2 separate regions of the Gossypium hirsutum genome follow, and region 1 is linked to region 2. Evidence: chromatin contacts called from public Hi-C data. All regions are on one chromosome and are shown on one strand. The core of a region is the stretch at or near the end of the contact, and the rest is flanking DNA. Distances in the headings are between cores, read along the strand shown.

Region 1 (5,830 bases), core at 464-2,963, 390 kb before region 2:
TTTAAAAATTGAAGAGTTCAAACCACTGGGAATTTAAATCAGGCCACATAAAAAGTAAAACTTCCAGATCTATTTTTTCAGTTTTTCTTTCTAAATATATCCAGATCTAGTTCAAGTTCAACGAAAGGGGTTGAATTTCATTAATAAATTTAGTTCCTGAACATTCAGTTTTCCATTGAAATCCAAATCTGAAGACTAATCAGTTGGAACAAATTTTCACATAGTAAGCATGCAATTATGAGGAAATGTCCAAAAGTCTTTCAATGCCATTATGGCTTCTGCTACAAAACCTAAAGTTTAAACCCAAAAAGACAAAAAGGAAAGAAAAAAGCCTAGATCTCAATTATGTTCTCAATGTGCAAACAGAAAATCAACACACCAGCTTAACCATATATTGATTGTAAGATATAATTAATAAATACACGTGGGTCCAAACTCCAAATTACCCCATCACCATACACTTCGATCTGAAGAAAACACTCATTGGAGCACACATTTTTTTATATATATAAATAAAAGATAGCTTGTACATGCTGTAGTTTTTCATGGCTTTTGAATACATAAAATGAATATAAGAATATTTTGTTTTTTAAAAATAAAAACTAAAACTTTAACAAGGAAAGCATGGTGAAACAGAAAACCTCGTGCTCCAAAACTCATTCTTCTAAGTTAAACCACATCACCAAAATTTATACAGACAAACCAAGAAATCCAATATCAATAAATAACATAATATAATGTGAAACTGAAGATCTAAACTTTCACAACATAAAAATCGAAATGTCTCACGACAGCGAGAAAAAAAAAACACGTTTTTTTCCGAGTACCCATTACGGCTAAGTAATTCAAACGTGAAAACCAAAAACAAAAACAACATAAGGAAAGACCGAAAGTTTCTCTTTTTTTTTTTTTTCGAAATCCCAGATCGAAAAAAGCTTTAAAAAATAAAAAGTGAAGAGGGTACCAACCTTCAGAGATGGCGTTTTGGATTTCAGCACATTTAACAACAACATTGTGGTCATTGAGACCTTCTTCTTCTTCAATGAGGTAATCAGCGTAGCCGTTTTTACCAGCGGCACCGTTGTTACCGGGGGCACCAGAGTCTCGACCGGGAGAGAGCTTGACCCGGGAAACGAGAATCCATTGAACGAGAGAAAAGGCAATTCCAATCACGGCACAAACCGGGATCAGGATCTCGGTTCCGAGATCTGGCAAAATCCAGGAGGCCCCCATATCAAACCACCTTCCCCAAAAGAGACGAAATGCAAAGCTGAAAGTGAGAGAAAAAAATGTTTGTCAGCGAGGGGAGGGGAAAATGAGAGAGAGTTTATAATAATTATATACAGGAAAAGTTTGTGGTGAGAATGCCTTTAAATGCTTCGCTGGCCTGAAAGAATGGAAGGGCTAAAGATAGAAAATTCGTTAACGTTTTATTAACTATTTTTTAACTTTGTATATTTTTATTCTCATAAAATGAAGTTTTTATAAGAGATGTCACTCATAAAAGTTGGTTATAAGAGAGTTTATAACTAGTTTTGAAATTAAAGAACTTTTTTTTTTGACAGAATAATGTTGGTTATAAGAGAGATGTCACTCATAAAAGTCGCGTGAGAGAGAGAATCACAAGGTATTTGATCGGTTGGAACGACTTTTTTTTTTTTTTTGCTGTTTTAATTCTATTCCGCAATAACTACTCGTTGCTCTGTATTGTTGAGTGTGATCGGTGCGGTGCAACTTTTTGCTTCTTTAACAAACACAGTTACTACAGGAAGAAGAGTGTTTGAAGCTCATGGTGTGGATTAACCATCCGGTCATTAAGAAAACATCCTTCAAATAAAAATGGTTACTTAATTTTTTTATTTTTGTTTTTTCCCAATTGTTTTAGATTTTTGGGTGTTTTCACTTTTACAAGTAAATAGGTGGACCATATTTTACTACTTTTCATAATTTGATAACCAAAAACAATTCACAACAAACAAAAACAAGAATAATATCTTGGCAATCACATTAAAGCAATCAGACTCAAGAATTACATTAGACCATTTCTTATCTTTTTTTCCCTTGAGCATCCTAAAATTGAGGGCCCCTACTATGAGTTAATGACTCAAAAAGAGCAAGTGAAGTCTTGGAGCACTTGTTGCCAAACCGTTATCAAGTTAGAGGAGGGCCCTCAAAAAGGGAGTGACTGTCAAATTTCCATATATACCAACACATAAGGGCGAGCAAGTTTTAAGAACAAAAAGAACAGAAGGTGCGCATAAATGCTTACCCACCAGTCCTCAAAGCTTGAGAATCCTCCCTCCAAAATCAATACCTAAAACCCGAAACTCCCTAGACTACCTTGGTGAAGGGACAGAAAAAGAGTGCACACTCAACTAACTCCATTTCCTCCTCACATCTCAAACAATTAGGGTTCACTTCCCTCAATCTCTTAACAAGGTTTTCTTTGGTAGCAACCTCATTGTGACAAGATCTCCAAATAAATCTTTTTTATCTTATGAACCACTTTGAGATTCCATAGATGTTTCCATCCCTTATGAGAAAAGCCATTGCCAACATTGGACACACTTAAATTTAAAAAAAAAAAGAATTTAGCTTCTAAGTACATTTATCTCTTTTGTCAAATTGGACCTAATTTTTTTTATCATGTTGATACACAACCCTTCAAATATATCCAAGTTGATGCCTTCCGGATGAAAAAACTAATTAAACTCCTATAGTTTTAAAGATGTTGACATGGTAGCTTACATGGCAATCAACATGTACTTCATTACTGACATGGATAGTTTTTTTATAAAAGAAAAAAAAAGTATGAACTTTTTGAACTTCTTGAAATATTTTAAATTTTTTATTTTTTATTTTTAATTTTTATGAAGTACACATGGACAATCACGCAAGTTACCAAGTTAATGTACTTAAAATTTTAATAGTCTAGTTAGCTTTTCCTTCCAACAAGCAACAATTTGACTAAATTAGAAAGGTTAAGGACTAAAGTGACAAAAATGTATTAAAGCCAAAGTGACAAAAAGGATAAACATTAGGGCTAAATATGTCACTGTGCCAAAACATAACGAGGTCAAGATATGAGTCACTGATACCATTATCAAGCATTGTAGATTCCATCTTTCAAAAAATGCCACATAAGTTCATCTTGAACACAAGGAGAACCAATAGAGATTTTCTCAATAGATTTTTACTCTTCATAATTGAAAATCGATGGAGGATATTACTTTTCAAAGTGCATAAATTTGAATCAATAAGATCCTTAACCATCATATGTGACCTGAATCAATTGTTGGATCACCAGTACACCCCATGGCACAGCGAAAAGTTAAATCTAACGATCACATCCAGGGATCCATGTGCAAGGAACGAATCGGGGTGAAAAGGATACGAACAATTACCTTTAATCGTCTGAAAAATAAAAAAAAGTAGATTACACAATTGTGTTTCGATTCCAAGCCATTACAAAAACGTTTCGGCCTCTACATAATCCACCCAGTGTGATAACGAACGGTAAGTACTCTCTAAAAATTTTTTAGAGAGAAAAATTACTTGACGGTTGCTAGACCTCACACATCCCTTATTTCAAGTATATTAGGTTTTTGTCAAAAACCCTATATTTCCTAATTTGGGAATCATTAATATTTTTATATGAATCAAATCATAATAATTAACCAAATATTATAATTGTCATAATTATAAAAATGTTTGACCAAAAAAATTACAATTACAGTAATTATAATAATATTCGATCCTAAATTATAATTACAATAATTATAACAAGAATTTAGGTAAATTATTTTTTAGTTAAATTTTATACGAATCAAACATATATTAATTTAACCATATTTTTTATTATGTATACAACATACTTGTACATATAATTCGTTCGATATATAACTGTCCAATTACATTAATTCTATAATCAATTTAATTCATGTTGACAGCTAAACGCAATATCAACTATGTTTGGATTCCGTTCGTTTCAACCATAGGGTGTGACCCTGTAGGTTATTGTATTGTTAGCAGTAATACTAGAACGATTCTAATATTACAAACAATGAGTGGCATCTAGCAATGCATCATTGTTACCTAAGTTACAAGAAGTCATGATTCGACATAACTTTTCTGTGATTAACCCTTCATGTATTAAATACTTTTGTTCTTTATATTTAGAATGGACATAAGTCATAGAATAGTCACACTTGCATAGTCCATCTAATGCTTCTTGATATCCTGAGTAGACTATGAAAAACAAATAAGTATGATATCTCATATCAACTTATTCGAGAATGACCATGCATTTATAGTCTCACTCAATCAAGTGGCCTAGGATATTGCTCCCATTTTTAGGAGGGACAAATTCTATATTGATCAACCAATCCCACTACATAGATTATAGTATATCCAACATCAGCATTTATAGAACAACCAATTATGGTGGACGTTTAATTATATCAAAGTATACGACTCACGATATTGGGATAATGATGATCTCAAGTCTGAGGATCGTAGACATAGTAATCACTATGAGTAATGTTGTGATTATTAAATAATAATCCAAGAAACATACTCATAGCAAGTCAGTCCAATATGTTGTTCTCTAACACACATACTCATGTATTGATTTTGACATCTCATGTCAATGAGAACACTTTGTCATCAATCAAGTACATGTTAGTCTTAATGCATTATTGTTGTCTAAGCCCACAATAGTACTTGACTAAAGACTTTTTAAGAATAATCATATTATTCTCAGAACATTATTATAAAATAATTTATTTATATACACAGAAAGTAAACTGAAATAATAATGGTTATGCCTTATATTAATAAACGAGGTGAAATAAGTATGTTATTACAATCATCTCATGATTGGTCTTTGGGCATACTCTAACATCAACGTAGGAAGGGAAGGAAGCAACTTGGAAGGATGGAAAGTCAAGAACCAGTGGTCATGATGCCAGGTCATTATGGCCTCACCACACCCAACATTACATTGGATGCCTTACTCAAGAAAGTTAATTCCCTTTTGAATACTTCTCTAAGCCTAAAATGGAGGATTTAACATCAAAGACTCCAAACACGTAGAGAAAAGAAATCAGATTCCCTTAAGGAGACGTGCCAAAATAGCATCTAGATTAGAGAGACTTCTGCGTGATTATTTAGCCAAAAAAGAAATATTAAATCATCTAAAGTCTTTAAATCTCATTCCTGCAGATTTCTTAGGATGAGCAAGCTTAAGCCAATTCATCTAATAAATACCTTTATATTTAGCTTCAAAACTACCTACCAAAATTTGTTGAGCAAGTTGTTAAGGTATTGATACAAAGTTTTTGTTAACTTGAAGCTTTACTTGATGAAAATTGGAACAACCATGCCAATTGCTTTAAGCAACACAGCTCGGTTTGGCTGCAAAAGAAGTCTCCTTCTCCACACTTTGGTTTAGTTTCTAGTCTTTTCACTAACAAAGTCAAATGCTAATTTCTTGTTTCACCCCCAAATAGATGGAAACCCCAAACATTTTGAGTCATATTTTATGTCATTAATTCCAACCGTGCCTCTAAGGGCGAATTTACTCTATACCAAAGTGTTTTCTAAGAGGAGGACACAACTAACTTGCTAAAATTCACCAACTAACTCGTAGGATTCTTGGAAATATATAAAAGTCTCAAAATTAGAAGTGTAATTTTTTTATCCACACACCAAAAATAAGGAAAAAAAAAGATTAGTTAAATAAGGGCATCAAATATTGATTCTAAACCTTCAAAATAGATCATCTTGCATAACTTTTTAAAAAATGATCAAAAAGGCATTGACAACAAAA
Region 2 (5,473 bases), core at 721-3,220:
TGATGAGTGGGAAATCCAATTTGGTCCCCCCAAGCATGCAAACTGCGTCTAAAAAGTTTGCATCTCGCAAGAGTTCATGAATGACCTCTGATGCATCTTCACTTAAGTTATTTATGTACATATCCAAAATTTAATCTTCGACCTAAGTATATAACATAAAAATCAATAATTTGAACAATAAATAAGTATTTAAAATTAAATAATTTAATAAAAATTTCTTAACATCATATAATTAATGGATTAGAATTAAATTATTAAATAATATTTTCTTACCATTTGTAATTGAACGCCTGAGATGTGATTGTCATCTAAATGAATAAACTAATATGCCATCGAATAAGATAAAATCAAAGGATTTATACAATAATTTTTTAAAAAAATTCAGGAATTGGGAATTTAGGATAATAAATTGAGAATTGACAATTGAGAATAACAAATTCAGAACAATAAATTGAGAATCAAATTGTGAAAATTGAAAGTTGAATTGAAAAAAAAAAGAGAATTGAAGGGTTTATATAGGAAAAAAGTAGCGGTTTGGATTTTTTGCCCGTTGGCAAATGTTATTGTTGCACATAAAACGTGTCCTACAGGGTGCTCTTTTATTGATCTGCCAAATAAAACACGCCACATATGTCACATTTTTAGGAAAGAGAAGAAAACGCGTCCTATATAGCGTGTTGTTCTTAGTAGATCAGTGAAAATACATTTTTTCTCTCTCCAAAAATAATATAAATCGATAAATTTTTAGAGAATGGTATATATATATATGTAAATTGGCCCATTAAAAGAATAAATAAAATAAATATATTATTAAAAATTTATAAGATACACGAAAGAGTAATGATACCAACAAAAAAAAATTGTAAGACAATCAATAAATTCAGAAACCTTTTAAAGCTAAAAAAGTAAAGTCTCTTTGTCTCCCTATCCTATCTTAAGCTAAGTTTTTTGTTTTGAACTTCCTCAAGCTATGTCTTCAATCTTCATAACTCAGCATTTTTATAACTCAAAAATAACTTCAATCAATCCCAAACACCTTTATGACTCAAAAATGGCTTCCACTGTCCATTTGTTGCCATCTAAATCCCCTTCGTCTTCCATGGAAGACCCATCTACGAAAGCCACCAAGGGTAAGCGAGCGTCGTACTAGGCCCATCTCAAACCGATCCTTGCTCGGAATCTAGAGAGCAATCATATTCCTTGTGCAATGCAGTCTTCATCGCCTCAAATCTTCCATAATCGCTGCTGAGCACTTAAAAGAACAACTGCTGCTCCAATTCTTTGCTCTGTAGGGATTTTGCTTTGATTTTGAAATATAGGGTTCTAAGATTTTTAGTTTTTTTTTTCAAGTTTTAAGGTTTAGGAAATTTGATCTAGAATTAGGACTTGGGTTTCAAATCATGTATAAGGTTTCACAAAATCACAAATGAATTTTAGGATATCAGTGTTCAGGTTTGAAGGAGTTATTGTATGTAAACAAATTTTGTACATATTCTATACAAATTAAATTTGAGTTTGGACTTTTATCAATTATTTTGCTTTCTGGGTTTGTGCAGATGAATTGTATTTTTAGTTTGAAAATAATTTTTCTATTAAGTAAAAGAATCTAGAGCAGGAGAGTGAAGATGGGGTTCTTATTTTTTTATTTATTAATAATTTTAACCTAAAAAAATGAAAGGTAAAATTTCTATCAAGTCCCTCTTTCTGTCTTTCGTGACTGTTTTGCTTTTGTTTGTGGCCCACTGCCACGTGTCTCTTTATTGATTGTTCACGTGTCATATTATGTCAGAAACTACCAATGTTAGATCCGAGTACACAATGATAGACTGAAGAAAAGTACAGGTATCAAGATAATAAATTAAAAATGTAGGTACTACATTGACAATTTCGTTAATGTACAGAGGTAAATTTTGCTATTATCCCTCTATTTTTTATTATAAAAAATAAAAAAAAGTATTTCTATTTCATAAAGAAAGAGAGAAAAGAATTGTTGGGTTGAGAAAAGGTTGATATGGAGCGAGGGGGGACCCGGCCCGACCCAGAAGATGCCCTAAACCCTCTCTCAGCTCTGTTGGTTTTACGAGGTTTGTTGTGGCAACTGGCACTGTAAAGCCAAGACTGAAAAGAAAACACCATCGTCAACCTCAACCTCGCTCGCTCACTGCTTGAGATCCTCAGCTGTTCAAAACTTTTCAACTCAATAACCTAATGGCTGATAAGCCAGTTTATGAAGAAGCCTCCATCGACGGCCAACCACCCAAGCTTGCCTCGATTCCCGCCAGCGACACCACTGTCTGGGCCGACGCTTCGCCTCTCCTTCAAGCCGCCTGTGCAGGTTCTATTTCTCCCTCTTTTCTCCCCCCTTAAACCTCTGTTTGGTTCTCGGGAAAATAAAAGTCAAAAAAGGAAAACCATTTCCTTTTTATATTTGATTAGGAGATCTAACAGCGAATCCCTAAACCCTATTGCTTGTTGAGTAAAATTTTTCAGTTTCTTTGGTAACTGAAGTGTGGAAAGTTATTGTTTTTTTGTAGTAGAGAAAATAAATAGGGGAAAGAGAAGGTATTAACTTTATGAAAGCTATGGCTTTCTCCCTTTTATTTATGATCACCCAAAGCAAGAAAATTATTATCGAATCATAGTTTTTCTTTAAGTAACTATAAATCTTATCATTGCTGTTGTGAAGCTATGCCAAATATAGAGAGAAAATGTGGGTGCATTCATGTGATGATTAAGACCTTATTTGTTTAGTTTTTTTTTATTTCTGGGTTTCGCTTTATCACTTAGCTATTCAGCAATGCTTGGTGATCACAGGTCTTAGAGATGGAGAGCTCATTCATGGGGACAATTTCAACCTTTTTGCTGCCATGTCTGCTTTAGAGGTGTTGATACTTGATACTTCTTGGTTATTGAATGATAATTGATCTTTTGTAATTTTCTTGGAAGTTATCATTATCTTAGTTAAGATGATAATTGATCTTTTGTTTTCTTTTTAGGTTTACTTTTCTCTGCCATTTATGCTTTTACAACTTGATTTGTACATTGTCAGTGTTTGAGCTATTAACATATTTCCAAATGAGGGTCTGTTGCAATGGTCACTTAGACACTTGAATGCTTGATCCTATTCTCAAACATCAAGTGATGTCTTTACTAACATAAATCTGACATAAACAAAAAAATACCTCCATTTAATATGTATTAAATTGACTTTATTTTATTTTATTGCCAGTAAAGCCTTGACAATAGTGGCAAAGGTTGAGGCCTTGGGTCCTGAGTACCCAGGTTTGAGTCCTTCCATGTGCAATTGCGCATGTGTGGGTTTTAGTTTGGATTATTTCTTGTTCTTTGTCAGTTTGTGTGTTGTAATGGTTTGATTCTACTTTGTAGTTCCTCGGACATGTACACTTGTAATTATACAGTACTTGTAAAAGTTCTTTCTTTCAAAAAAAAAAAAGACTTTATTTTTCTTGCTACTTTAAGTTTTCCCTATATATGTTTTCTACGTTTGAACTAAATTAGCTTTTTGGCCTTCGCTGACAATTTTTTTTTGTTAGATAATGGATCCAAAGATGGATTCAGGTATTGTTTGTACATATTATTCTATTGATGAGGCCATTGAAAATGGTGCTGCTCCTATTCCTATCAGCCTTGACAGCACCATTGATGTCCGCTGCACCATTGATATCATGGACCATCTTCTAGCTTGTGAGGTACTATCTTGTGTATACTCTCCCTCTCTCTCTCTCTATATATATATATACACACATATAGTGCACATGTATGACTGTTTTGGTTAGTCTTGAATTTGTTTCACCTATTCCACAGTGTCCCAGATGCTTCTAAATAAGCATTCATTTACATGGAATGAGATTTTTTCATCATGTTTTTAATGATTTTGTATTTATACTTGTTCTGTCTTTCTTTGTGCCTGGGCCCTCTACTTGTTTTGTTTCTCTTCTTTTATCTAAATTGTAGTCTTTCATGGCAGGCAGCATGGCATAAGGGTCATTCCTTGGCACAAACTGTGTTTTCTTGCATCTATCTTCTGAGGCTTGATAGGACTGCTCCACATGCCTTATTGCATTCTTATTGTAGAATTATACGCGCAACCTGCAAGGCAGTAGTGTCAGTTGTTTCAGATGCCCGCACACATGAAGTAAAGTATTCCAACAGCTCTTTTTGCCTCTTTTCATTTGAAAATGACAAAATGGTTTTAGTTCTTTTGCATTATTCACAAGTAAAATCATTGACATATCCATGAACTGTTTTAAGATTAAGATAAAAAGTATTTTGTAATTTGCTTCTAGTTAAGGTGTCAGATCTAGACAAATTTTATTTATCAAAATAATTGGTCCTTGTATTCCTTCCCTCCCAAAACTCCGAAAGACCTTTTTTTTTGGGGGTGGGGGGTAGGGCATAAAGGAAAAGAATGGGGCTAAGTAAATGAGAATTTGTTCAGGGTACTTATAGTAAAATCGTTCTTCCTTTAAAAATATCATCTGCTTTGATTGCATAAGAGTTTGCATTGCATTCACGATTATTCTTCATTGGTACTAGTTCTTGAAATTGTGATTAAACCTACATGGTCAGTTGTAAACACTTACATTTGACAGGAGGAGGATCTTTTCACCATGACATATGGTCTTCCTTTAAATGGGGATGGAGATGATAAGTGCTTATCAATATTGAATGCTGTTGAAGAGACAATATCTCGCCAGTTACGTGCATGTAAAGCTACATCATCGAAAAGAAGACTACCAGAAGGTAGTTATCTTAGCTTTTCTTTGTTTCTTTACCGAGAGAATCCTCATATCTGGAAAATCACATTATAAATAGCCTGCACCTTGGTCTTATCTAGCATCGATCGTTATGCTCTCTTGTATTCTTTAAACTTTCTTGCAATTGATATATGTCTGCTTAGAGAAGTCAGCTATTTCTGAATTCTTGCAATAAATCTATTTTTAATTTGTGACACAAGTTGATAATCTAAAGCTTTTGACTGAAATATTTGTTTTTGGTCTTTAGTAAGATAAATTTAGTTCTGATTTACCTGTTTATAATATAGATCCTGCATTCTATATATATATTTTTGGAATTTCTCATATTATAATCAGGGGAATGATATATGATGAAAAGATTCACAGGAAAAATAGCAAACATGAGTTGCGCAGGTTAGGATGGCTGTACTTCCCTTTTCCTTTGGATACAAAGTAGAAATATTTATGTGTTACCTAGTTATTCCAGCGTCAATGGGCTACTGTTAAAAGGAATGTCCTTCTAACTATTAAATTCTTGTTTCTCATCTTTATTCTTTGTCAACTTCTGTTATAGATTATTTCTTAAATATCATTAAGATAGAATATTTTAATTACCTAAGTGGCTGTATTGATGCACAGATTTGGAGCCATTACAGTCCAACCCCAATTTGGAAGAAGGATTCTGCAAAGCTTTATTGTGCCGCTTACGTTTTCGT

Evidence for each region. Hi-C and Micro-C count contacts between places; a contact is called where the count stands out from the background.
Region 1: a contact with region 2 is called in a Hi-C map of leaf, with 2.3 times the contacts expected there. The contact joins the promoter of LOC107912554 here to the promoter of LOC107912453 in region 2. A contact is called at or near these places in 2 of 34 Hi-C or Micro-C datasets (callus and leaf).

The regions. Positions count from the first base shown.
Region 1 is chrD08:24,055,518-24,061,347 of Gossypium_hirsutum_v2.1, reverse strand. It overlaps LOC107912554 (pyrophosphate-energized vacuolar membrane proton pump), which reads right to left and starts at 1,713. Exons shown (of 9, transcript XM_016840789.2): 1 at 1,369-1,713; 2 at 969-1,270. The coding sequence starts at 1,233.
Region 2 is chrD08:23,668,108-23,673,580 of Gossypium_hirsutum_v2.1, reverse strand. LOC107912453 (N-alpha-acetyltransferase 35, NatC auxiliary subunit) reads left to right here and starts at 1,970. Exons shown (of 16, transcript XM_016840641.2): 1 at 1,970-2,335; 2 at 2,815-2,882; 3 at 3,555-3,710; 4 at 3,989-4,156; 5 at 4,614-4,764; 6 at 5,397-5,473. The coding sequence starts at 2,209.